Linked DNA regions of Mus musculus: region 1 is linked to region 2. Evidence: chromatin contacts called from public HiChIP or PLAC-seq data. All regions are on one chromosome and are shown on one strand. The core of a region is the stretch at or near the end of the contact, and the rest is flanking DNA. Distances in the headings are between cores, read along the strand shown. Region 1 holds the start of Oasl1 (2'-5' oligoadenylate synthetase-like 1). Region 2 holds the start of Gltp (glycolipid transfer protein).

Region 1 (5,867 bases), core at 2,145-4,644, 230 kb after region 2:
TGAGGCCAGCACTAATGTGGAGGTGAGGAAGGGCCAGCAGGGCTGGGTTGCAATATGAGGACACAGAAACATGGCTGTCAGTGTTTCTGAGATCTGCACTCTCCACCTCCCAACCTCCCACTGCCAACTTTTGAGAGCTCAAGAACAAACCGTCCTTACCTAAGTCCTCAGTTGGTGCTCTACATCACGGAGACTCCAAGCCACGCCCATCCTCCCATGCCTGCCTCCCGCCCCAAACCTAGTCATCCTCCTCTGATAATTGGCTCCCCCTCCTTGCCCACAGAAACTCGTTTAATTAAGCTGTGTTTTGACACTCCAGAAAGGCAACGCATTACTGACTCCGTATCCCCTTTTAAAACATTCAAACGACATTCGGAGTATTAGTGGTAAAATGGTCGATGTTGCTTGGCCCTTAGGATGCTTCGTGGCGGTGAACAGAAAGAATAAGTGAGGCCCGACCAGTTCTTGTGTGAATAAATCATGTCAGCATAAACATACGGTAAATGTACACGTCTTCGTCTGTGCCGACTTCCATTTGTGAAATTACTGCTACTCTTTAAAATGATATAATATAGCTGGGCGTGGTGGCGCACGCCTTTAATCCCAGCACTCGGGAGGCAGAGGCAGGCGGATTTCTGAGTTCGAGGCCAGCCTGGTCTACAAAGTGAGCTCCAGGACAGCCAGGGCTATACAGAGAAACCCTGTCTCGAAAAAACAAAACAAACAAACAAACAAAAAATGTTATAATATAGTATGGTCTGACTTAAGAACTCAGTGCTGAGGACAGATCAGACGCAGGATGTGGGAGGGGCAGCTAACACTAAGGATGTCCGAGGAAGCTCTGTAGAAGCCTGCTATTTCATAAGCTCCATAGAGAGACCCAGAAAACATTTTCACCGGAGTTACCCTACAGAGGGGATAACATTCTCTCTCGGGGCGCTAGTGGCCATCATCTGTGTGACAAGGAAAACCATGTGTGGTCTCCCCATGAAGCTTCCCACCTCCACATGCAAGGCACCTCCATTTCTTCCTGCAGACTCACTCCTAGGCTTCCACCGGCTCTGCTATTCCTCCTTTCACTAATGGACGAAGCCAGAGGGGATCAGCTATCCCTGCTTCCTCCTCCTTCAGAGACTTGGGACCACCCAGACACTATTGCACAATGCCAGCAAGATTTTGCTGAAAGGACCCTGTTATAGCTGTCTCGCATGACGCTATGCCAGTGCCTGGCAAATATAGTAGTGGACGCTCACAGTCATCTATAAGATGGAATACTAGGCCCCCAATGGAGAAGCTAGAGAAAGCACCCAAGGAGCTGAAGGGGTCTGCAATCCTATAGGTGGAACAATAATATGAACTAACTAGTCCCCCCAGAGCACGTATCTCTAACTGCATATGTAGCAGAAGATGGCCTAGTCAGCTATCACTGGGAAAAGAGGCCCCTGGTACTGTAAACTTTATATGCCCCAGTACAGGGGAATGCCAGGGCCAAGAAGCGGGAGTGGGTGAGTAGGGGAGCAGGGTGGAGGGAGGGTATAGGGAACTTTTGGGATAGCATTTGAAATGTATATAAAGAAAATATCCAATTAAAAAAAAGAATTAAAAAAAAGAAAAAAATTGGGACCCAGCCCCTTTCCTTATCCGCTCTGTGCCCATCGCCCCCCTGCCCACCTCTTCCTTCCTTTTTTCTTTTTAACTTTAGATTTATCTATTTTTATAAGAGTTTTTTTTTAATTGCTATTTTCAGACATACACTAGAAGACTGCATCGGATCCCATTACAGATGATTGTGAGCCACCATGTGGTAGCTGGGAATTGAACTCAGGACCTCCTCCGACAGAGCAGTCAGTGCTCTTAACCGCTGAGCCATCTCTCCAGCCCCTCTTCTCTCTTTCTATAGACAGGTCTCATTACGCAGCCTCAGCTGACCTGGAATTCACCGTATCAACCAGTCTGGTTTCACACTTACAGAGATCCACCTGCCTCTGCCTCCCTAGGGCTGGGATTAAAGGCCTGTGCCACCACAGCCCGCTCACTGCTGCATCCTGCATGGACCGCCACACGGTGTCAGACCCATCTCCCTGCCTGTAGCATTGCTGCCGTCTATCTTTAGTACAGAAGGTGGCAGAGCGATCATGCTAGGTTCTAAGTTCTCTGCACGCCACGCTTCTGATTCACCCTGGGAAGGAGGCTGAACGGGCTCACCTGACATGTGACTTAGTGAGCCACTTCCTCTTTGTCAAACAGCATTATCACTTGGCTTCCAGAACGTTCTCCTTTCCTTCACCCTCCTGCTCTTCCTCGTTCTGCTTTGCTGAACTCTTTCAGCAACCCCAGCTCTGAATCTTTAACTACCTCAGAGCCCGGCTCCACCCACTTCTCTACACAGCCCCTGCTAGGTCTCATGTCTGTAACGATCTCTGTTAGAGGCACCTTCATTTGGGTTGTTTTGGCTTTGAAAACGTTTTATTGAGACTGTGTGTGTGGTGTTTGCGTGCTTAAATGCAAACACATTCAAGATGTTTTGTTTCCTGTTTCTATGAGATAAGAGTTTCTCTGTGTAGTCCTGGCTGTCCTGGAACTCACTCTGTAGACCAGGCTGGCCACAATCCAGGTCCTACAGTGTGTATTTCTCATATTTCACGTTTTTCACTGTTTCTCGCCATATTCCAGGTCCTACCGTGTGTTTCTCTTTTTGCACGTTTTTCAGTGTTTCTCGCCATATTTCATGTCCTACCATATGAGTTTCTCTTTTCCTCGTTTCACACCATATTGCCACGCCTAATGACCCAAGTATGGGTCCTAAAATCCACGTGCGGTGGAAGCAGACAACAGGCCCCTGCAGGTTTTACTCTGACCCCCACATTTGTGCCATGACATGCGTCCCCCTCCTAAAAAAAAACCCAAAATACATAAATATAATTTTCTCATATAAATATATGTAAATATAAAGTAAATAAAATATAAATAAAAATTTAAATCTTTTAAATGAAATATACTAACTTTTATATAAATATAATAATAATTCTTTGAAATAAAATAAAGAAAAAGCATCTGACAACCTCAAAGTGTCCTTCTGATTCCAGATTCCTCATTCCTTACCACAGCCATGACTAGGCTCTTTCTCTTTCCAAACCTCAGTTTCCCTATGACGGGTCGGGGCAGTTGGCCTAAGTCATCCAGACAAGGTGTCTCTGGAAGGTCAGACTCAAGCCAATTTCAGTTTACAAACGTCACAAAAGAGAAACTACAAATGTTGAGAATCGAAACTTAACAGCACAAAAGTTGGCCCCATGCCAACCCTGTTAAGGCGGTCCAGACCGGCCAACCCCAGCCTCTGGTCCCTCGGCACACCTACCATGACAATAAATCTCCAAGGAGGGGACCCCCCCATAGAGCCATGCTCCCAAGCTTCTCTCTTCACCCCCCTTTCCGCCATTGGGTGCCAGAGGTCAGCTGGAAAGGAGCCGCCTTAAAAAAGGAGGAGGTGAGTACCGGCAGCTGGATGGGTGCTTGGCTATATAGCCCTGCGCCTGCCTGAGGTAGCTGACGGTCAGTTTGTAGCCATGGCAGTCGCCCAGGAGCTGTACGGCTTCCCGGCCTCCAAGCTGGACTCCTTTGTGGCTCAGTGGCTGCAGCCAACCAGAGAGTGGAAAGAAGAGGTCCTGGAGACCGTGCAGACAGTGGAGCAGTTCCTGAGGCAGGAGAATTTCCGTGAAGATCGTGGCCCGGCTCGGGATGTGCGCGTGCTCAAGGTACTCAAGGTAAGACTGGACTTCACCATTCCCAGCCAGGACAGGGCAAACCCCAGTGCCAGGGAGTCCCCTCGCCTCGTGATCCCTAGTTCACGCTTCTGACATCTCGAGACAGCCCCGCGAGCCTTGAGCAGAATGAACTACTAAAGAAGATAATAAAAGACCACCTCTGGAGAAAATGGTAGGGAAAGCCTGCATATTCTATCATTAAAACTTATACTCTGAGAGATAGATACCATTCTTGTCCCATTTTACAGATGAGCCTAACAAAGGCTCCACAATGTCAGAGCTACAGTGACCACATGCAATGCAAGGCCTCTAGTTGGATCCTGACATGTAATTTGTAAATAACAATTTTTGAGAGCCTGACTTGGGGGCCCATTCTTGCAACCCCAGCATGTGGGAGGTAGAGAAGCAAGAGGATGGTTGGTTCACAGCCTAGGTTACATATCACAGAACAACACACACACACACACACACATACACACACACACACACACACACACACCACAGACAGACAGAGACACAGAGAGAGTGTGAGTTTGGGGATGAGTGGTAAATGTTTAATATGACCTGCATTTTGGTAAGAAAACTGCCGTTTGTCAAGTTAAATCGCACCTACTGGGGTGGGGAACTCTCTTTAGGGGGACACATGCTATGCTGTATTGGGGCAAAGCTCCTTGCTGTCCGCTACTCACTTTAAAGTGATTGAGATGACACAAATGCGGGATCTGTGGATGTGGCTCAAGGCTAGAGTGAAAGCCTAGCATGTACAAAAGAAAGACAGTCACCGATGTGGCAAGTTTAGATGTGCTGGCTGCCTGGATGGTATCTTCTTCCTAATTTTTTCCACGTTTTAATATTTTGATAACTGAAAGACTCTTAAAATGGAGGCTGAGAGTAGCCATTGGGCTTGTTCAGAGATGTAACTGCTGACGTCAGAGCTGGGATTTGAACCCGGCTACTCAAACGGTGACCCAAGTTTCTCACTAATATTTTTTTTTCCTCCTTAAATCCTTCTTCCAACTGCCACCCCTACCCCCTAGCTGAGCTAAGGATCACAGGTTCAACAGACCCTGGAAGGGGGTGGGGCAAGGGCTGAGTGTAGCTGCTCAAACTTATTATCCCAGCCCTGCAGAGGCAGAGACAAGAGAACCACTAGGCCTACCAACCAGTCTCCTTGGCCTATCAGTCTAGCCAAATCTGCAAGCCCTAGGGCACAGTAGAATACCCTGTGTCAAAAAAACCAAATGAGCAGCCTAAAGAACAATACCCAAGGTTGCCCTCTGATCTCCACACACAAGTGTGCACTAGTGCAGGATGCACACATGCGCACACACACAGCTTTGGAGAAGAACTAACCTCAGCCAATTGTTCATTTAAATGTTAAGGAGATTGACACCTGAAGAGGTTGACACATCTTAATGCCATAGCCCAAGTGGTTGCAGCATCTAGACTAGAATTAGGACTGGATTCCCAGCCTGAGATTTTAAACTTGCGCTACTGGGTTGAATTTTGAAGTCTTGAGCTTCAGGTCACATGATTTAGAAGTGACAGCCATAGTTTTGTCACCACACAGAGAGGATTTGAGTCTGGGCTCTTCCTCTCACCAGCTGTGTGACTCTGATCATCCTGTCTCATGTCTCAAGTCCTTGGTCTGCTCCTCTATGATGGCAGCATCCCAAACATCGTGTTCCATTTCCCAACACTGAGGCCATGCAGCCTAAAGGTTAGCTCAGGGTAAAGTCTTAGAAACAAGGGTTTCATTATGATACTTGCCTGGGGCTTTTTCCTGGCTGCTGGGAGTCTCTGGGGGCAAGGCTGTACTCTAGATCACTCCCTCCCTGATATACCTAAGGAAAAAAATATGTAGAACAAGTATCTAGATAGAAGAAAGACTCACCAAATTAAGTTTTGGCAGCTGCAGATGCTAACTGCTAAGCCTCATTTCTCCTCCCCTTAACCCACTAAATGATAGTCATGCCTACAAAGCAAGAACAGTAAGAGTGTATCTTGCACTGGATGTATCCTATACTGGATGTATCCTGCAGTGGATGTATCCTACACTGGATGTGTCCTACACAGGATGTATCCTACACTGGATATATGTTA
Region 2 (6,101 bases), core at 319-2,818:
TACTCAGAAAGCCAAGGGCACAGAAGACATAGTGTTGTCGGGGCTGGGAGGTGACTCAGCAGGTCACTGTGGAGCCCCATGACCTGAGTTTGGTTCCCAGAACCCATATTGTGGAAGGAGAGAACAAACTTCCGAAAACGGTCCTCCAGCCCCCGCCTGTCTGTCCCCCCCCCCATGCCAACACACACAAATAAATATATTTTTAAAAACAACATAATGCTGTCATAAAAACCAAAGCTAACGCCAACAGCTCCCTCTCTCTGGAGATGCAATCTGATCTACAGCTGAGATACAGGCGAAAAAAAGCAGGTCTTAGGCATGCCACGGGTTGACAGAGCACCCACTGGGCAGTGCTGGAGCTTTCTCAGCCTCTGAGAAAGCCTGAGACCTGCTCTCGGGATGCTCCTCCAGGCTGGCGCATTGGGCCCGAAACTAGATTCAAGAACTTCACACAAGTTCCTTTCCACAGCTAACACCCACCCTTCACAGGCTCTCATTTAGTCCCCACCCCCAAACCTGCCATTTCACAGATAGGGACTCCAAGACACAGATCTACATGGCCACACACGCCCTATCCCCACCAGGGGTTGAGTGGGTGCCAGACCTCCTCAGGCTAAGGCGGTTTCAAGGCTCTGTCCAAGTATTTCAACTGGACTCTGTACCCGGGAGCTGGTGTCATCCTGCAAAGTCACCAAGTGAGCTAGCAGGGTAGGGCGCTGGGAGCGTCCCCACCAAGAAGAAAGCTGGGCTCAGGTAGCAGCACCCTCTGTGAACCGCAAGGCAAAGGGCAGGGCAGGAGGCATTAGTTTTCCTTCCACTTTACAACAAGGTCTTAGGCTGGAGGAGGGGCGGGGAGAGAACGCGCCTGAAAGTGGCTTGGGGACTCATTCCAGCGCTCCTGGGAGGTGCTTCAACTTGACATATGGAAGACCGGACTTTTTCCTTTTCGAAAGGGGGTGGGGATCCGAGCTAAGCACCCTGCAGCTGACATCACCCCCACAATCCAGCCCCCTTTCCCAGATGGGGGAAACCCTTTTCATGACTTCCTCTAAAAAGGGCCCTTGAGTTTTGCAGCTCCATCTTCAAGTCCTTGGAGGTGGTGGGGTGGGATGGGGGTGTTCTTTGGTCTGGGATGGGAAGAGGCTGGGGTGGGGGGTAGGGCTTATCGTTCAGAGTGAGGGTGGGGGAGAATTGAGAACCATTCTGAAGGGGGCGGAAAATGAAGCCGGGGATGAAGATGTTAGGCGCAGCCGGAGGGCTGATGAAGCATGCCCACGGTGCAATAGCAAGCGGTGTTTGGGTGCAATGGATGACAGGGAGTTAAGGGCCCGGGTGCATCTGAGGAAGAGGGATCTGGGCAGGTGAGGAGGACTGGCAAAGCCCGGGACTCACCAAAGAAGGGCGGCAGGTGAGCCACAGCCTCCAGGAAGGGCCCGGTCTCGATCTGCCGGTCTGCGGGCAGCGGCTTGAGCAGGTGCTCGGCCAGCAGCGCCATTTCGGGGTCGAGGCCCTTGGTGATGCCCCAGCCCGCGCCGAGGGCGTCCGCGCCCGGGCTGTCGCCGCCCGCCGCCTCCCGGGACGCCAGCGTCGCCACTTCCGCCCGCGCCTCGCAGCGAGCGCCGAGCGCCGCCCGCAGGCCGGAGCCATGGAGCACTCGGCCCCGCCCCTCAGGGGCTCTGCCAATGGGCGCCCACCGCCGCGCCCTTCCGACCAATCGAAGCCCGCCGCCCCCGCAGCCGCCGCGCCATTGGTCTGGAGGCGGGGCTTAGCGGAAGCGCGGGCGTCTTGCACCTGGTGAGCCGCGCCCAGGTTGGGATGCTCTGGCCGGGTTTACAGCTCAAACCCTGACGGGGCCTTGTTTCCCAATCCAGGGTCCTCCAAAGTGCCAGGTTCGCGCCCCACAGCCTACACCCCGGCTCACCTCAGCCACAATGCAGCCTAGCTGCTGCGTCCTGAAACACAGAGCTCAGTGTGTTTAGGGAACACTCCCTAATTCCATGGAGAGATAACAGCCCAAATTCCAAGTGGAGAGCCTGGTACTCCGCCCACACTGAGTATTCAGTAATCCTACTCTGCACTGCTGCTGCTCCGTACTGTGATGGTCACGGAGGATAGAGTGACCATGGCGCTTAAGCAAAGCCTTAAATTGAGGGAGCCGGAGAGCTGTGAGCGGTGCACGGGAAGGGCGAGCAGGGGCTGGGAGTAATTTGGGCAGTGGTGGCGCACGCCTTTAATCCCAGCACTCGGGAGGCAGAGGCAGGTGGATTTCTGAGTTCCAGGACAGCCTGGTCTACAGAGTGAGTTCCAGGACAGCCAGGGATACACAGAGAAACCCTGTTTCGAAAACCAAAAAATAAAGGAAGGAAGGGAGGGAAGAAGGGAGGGAGGGAGGGAGGGAGGGAGGGAGGGAGGGAGGAAGGAAGGAAGGAAGGAAGGAAGGAAGGAAGGAAGGAAGGAAGGAAATTAGTTGTGGTTCATAGTAAGGGCAGTGAGAAGATGTCTAGGGGCCAGAAAAGCATATACTAAATCTTGTTAAATGATTTTAATTTACCCTTTCAGGAGGCAGATGGCAGAAAGATTGACCCAAACTACAGGCATGACCCCAAGAAGTCGCGGGCGGGGAAAGATCCGACCGTCCTTATCTCTTGCATGCCCAGTCACGTTAGATCTCCTACTGATAGGTGCCCAAGCCACCAATTTCAGCTTGTTCCCACCCCACCCAGACTCCCCGCCTCGGGCATCCCAAGATGCAATCTTCCTACAACAGCCTCCCCAGTGTCCCAGCTCTGCCAGAACCCCACCCACCTTTGGGAAGACTCCCTAATTCCATGGAGAGATAACAGCCTGCACTGGGGCCTCTGGCTTCAGAGAGAATCCTGATGGCTCAACCTGCTCCATTCCAGCTGAGACACTCAGAAACCACATGTGACTCGACACAAGAAAGATGGATCTTTTAGATAGTAGCTTGGTGTCCTGAGACAGGTCTTGAAAGTTCACCCATCCATTCATCCTTCCCTTTCTTCATCTCCCCATCCCTCCCTCTCTGCCTCCACCCGTCCATCCACCCGTTTGTCCATCCACCCGTTCGTCCATCCACCCGTTCCTCTACTCATCAGAAAGCACTTGCTCTAGAGTTGACTCCTTTTTTGTTTGTTTGCTTGGGGTTTTTTTTGTTTGTTTGTTTTTGTTTTTTTGAGACAGGGTTTCTCTGTGTAGCCCTGGTTGTCCTGGAACTCACTTTGTAGACCAGGCTGGCCTCAAACTCAGAAATCTGCCTGCCTCTGCCTCCCAAGTGCTGGGGTTAAAGGCCTGCGCCATCAAGCCTGGTTTAGTTCTATTTTTCTTGAGACGGGTATTATTGTATGTTACACTGGAACCCCTGCACATCCCCTACACAAGCTGAGAAACCCCATCTTTCCTCCTTCCTCCAACCCCTCCCACCCAGATGAAACTCCCCCTCTACCCTGTCCCCCCATGCCCCACGCCTGCTTGGAAAAAGCTCAGGGCTAATATCTCTCCATCTCTCCATTTCCACCAACCTACCCAAGAGTGCCCGCCCAGGGGCTCAGTTTCTGACCATGTATGATCACCATCAGAGCTCCTAACTGGTGGTCATCACTCCTCATCTAGGTGATATAAAACCCCCTTGCTTTATCCTGGATGTGTGACTTCACTAACCTGGGAGATGGGTGAACCCACTGAGAGTTGCCTCCTAAACCTGCCTCTATCTGCTTTTAACCTGGTCTAATGTGGCCTAGACCTGCATCCCTGAGGGAGAGAAAATGCCCATCACTGTATAGCCAAGGCTAGCCTAGAATTGGCTCTATAACTCAGGCTGGCTTCAAACTCCAGGCAAATCTTGCCACAGCTTCTAAAACTTCTAAAACCATTTTAAAAAAACAAACAACCAAACAAACAAAAACTAAACAAAACAACAACAAAACCCCATGATCTTAAATTCTTGAAAACATTGCAACTCCCATACAAAAACCGGGCCACTGAAATCAGCTAAACACTCTGATGCTCATTCTCTCCAAACAAAGATGTTCCAGAAAGCCATGGTTTGCCCACCAGCAGGAAACTAATAGCATTGATCAGCCTCAATTCGCCTTTGTGTCTAGGACCCCAGTCCTGGTTTCATGCAGTATGGTTGCCTGATCTCTTAGGTCCATCAGTCTGGAACATTCCTCAGTCTTTCTCGAAATCCCATGACCAACACTTTTGAAAAGGACAGTTAAGCTAAAGAGGGGCTGTCTGACGTTTTCCATGCAGATCACAGGTCCTGTGTCTCACAACACAACAGCAGCGTGCTGTGTCCCCTCGCTGTAACCCTGCAGATGACACATGTGTGGTTTCAGTGGTCCTATATTGAAGTTGTTGGTGTGATATGGTCTCCCTGTAGAGATCAGGCTGACCTCAAACCCACAGAGATCTGCCTGTGTCTGCCTTCTGAGTGCTGGGCTCACAGCTACGTGCCACCGTAAAGGGCTCAGATCTTAACTTCATTCGAATAAGGTCCCTTCCACTTGGATCCACTATTATGCTGTTTTTTTTTCCTTTCTAAAAAGTAACCAATGCCCCATACTCAGGGTCTATCACCACTGTGCAGAACTGGGACTTCACGGTAGCAGTCCACTGCTGCTATGGTCTGATTGTCCCAGCTGTGATCTGTGACAGTCCCTTCAAGCTGGCTTCTGTGTCTGTCCAGCATGTCCCCACTACTTCCTCACTCTTTTTCCCAGAATATTTCAGGCTTATCCCGGTCCTGAAATCGGTTATTTCTCCAGAGAGCACTGGTCCCTTCAGTGGTGTGTTCCTTCAGTGGCATTTGGAAATTCAGGTCGGGACTGTGGTAATGGCCACTGAGTTGTCTCTATTCCTGGATCCTCTCCGAGGAGTTCTAAACACACATCAGTGTCTGTAGCTCCTGCCCCTGTGGACGTCAGTATGAACGGAAGCCTAGGCTTTGACTCTGTGGATCTAGTGCCAGCAGAAGTCCAAGGGCTTAGTCTTGCCTCTGCTCTTCCCAAACGGGCACGCAGCCGCTTCCCAGATGTTCCCATTGTTTTCCTTGTTGATTTGAGCAAGTTCTTCTTGTTGCTACAACCCCAAACCCAAGATACCTCTCGAATGCCTGCAGTTCTGAGAGGAGACCCCTTTTTTCCCCATGGTCCCCAGTTGTCCTACCAGACCACCCCTACCCATGCAGACAGCCTTTCTGCCCCACTTAGGCACCGAGCCTCCTCTATTGAGCAGCAGGTACCCTCTCCCTCACCACTGACACTTGTTCGAGAATGAAAGGGGGCCCGGGTGACGTGGCTCACACCTGTGAACCCAGCACTAGGGAGGCAAAGGCAGGTGGTAGATCTGTGAGCTCCAGGCCAGCCAAATCTGTATGGTGAGTTCCAGGAGAGCCAGGGCTACATAGAGTGACCCTGTTTCAAGAAGGAGGAAGAGGAGGAGGAGGAAGGGGAGGAGGGGGAGGAGGAGGAGGAAGGGGAGGAGGGGGAGGATAAGAAAGAAAGAAAGAAAGAAAGAAAGAAAGAAAGAAAGAAAGAGAGAGAAGGGTGCTTAATGAAAAGGGAGAGGAAAGCCACCAGACCATTAGGCAAGCTGGTTTTAGCTAGAGACTGTCGGTCACCTTATTTACTCCAACAAAGGGATACAGGATCCAAGTTTTAAAACTTCCAAGGAGGCCCTTTCACCATTTTGGGCTGTCGGGCCACCGTACTTTGCTTTCTTGGTGAAACCAGCTCGACTGGTGGTGGTGGTGGTAATTTGGGTGGGGGGGCTGGTATTGACTCAGAGAGGGTGTTCCCCTGCAAAGTTTCTTCATTTTCCTGAGCCAGCCCCACCCTCTGTTAACAACACCTTCCCAAACTGAATCATTGTGCCCCACCCCACCCCAGTGGCATCTGAGTTCCTAGTCACGGTGACATTTCATCTAAGCCTCCTGAAGAGCAGGATTTGCAACAATGATAAAGGCGATGATGGTGATGATGATCATAGTGATGATTATGGTGATGATGATAGCTAGCATTTACTGAACACCTGCTACATACACAACCCAACACCATATTTACTCCAAACCAGCTTTGTGG

What was found. HiChIP or PLAC-seq counts read pairs in DNA pulled down with a chosen protein or histone mark.
Region 1: a contact with region 2 is called in an H3K27ac HiChIP or PLAC-seq map of microglia, with 6 times the contacts expected there. The contact joins the promoter of Oasl1 here to the promoter of Gltp in region 2. A contact is called at or near these places in 5 of 39 promoter capture datasets (the C10 cell line, embryonic stem cells, hippocampal neurons and 1 more), 1 of 15 datasets of contacts at CTCF or cohesin (pro-B cells), 1 of 484 Hi-C or Micro-C datasets (the G1E-ER4 cell line), 15 of 115 datasets of contacts at active chromatin or transcription factors (CD8 T cells, bone marrow-derived dendritic cells, bone marrow-derived macrophages and 7 more) and 3 of 9 other capture datasets (adipose tissue, liver and pancreatic islet).

The regions. Positions count from the first base shown.
Region 1 is chr5:114,919,846-114,925,712 of GRCm38.p6, forward strand. Oasl1 (2'-5' oligoadenylate synthetase-like 1) reads left to right here and starts at 3,395. Exons shown (of 6, transcript NM_001359945.1): 1 at 3,395-3,764. The coding sequence starts at 3,567. It overlaps Gm13822 (predicted gene 13822), which reads right to left and starts at 2,416. Exons shown (of 2, transcript NR_166682.1): 1 at 2,206-2,416.
Region 2 is chr5:114,689,367-114,695,467 of GRCm38.p6, forward strand. Gltp (glycolipid transfer protein) reads right to left here and starts at 1,569. Exons shown (of 5, transcript NM_019821.2): 1 at 1,393-1,569. The coding sequence starts at 1,495.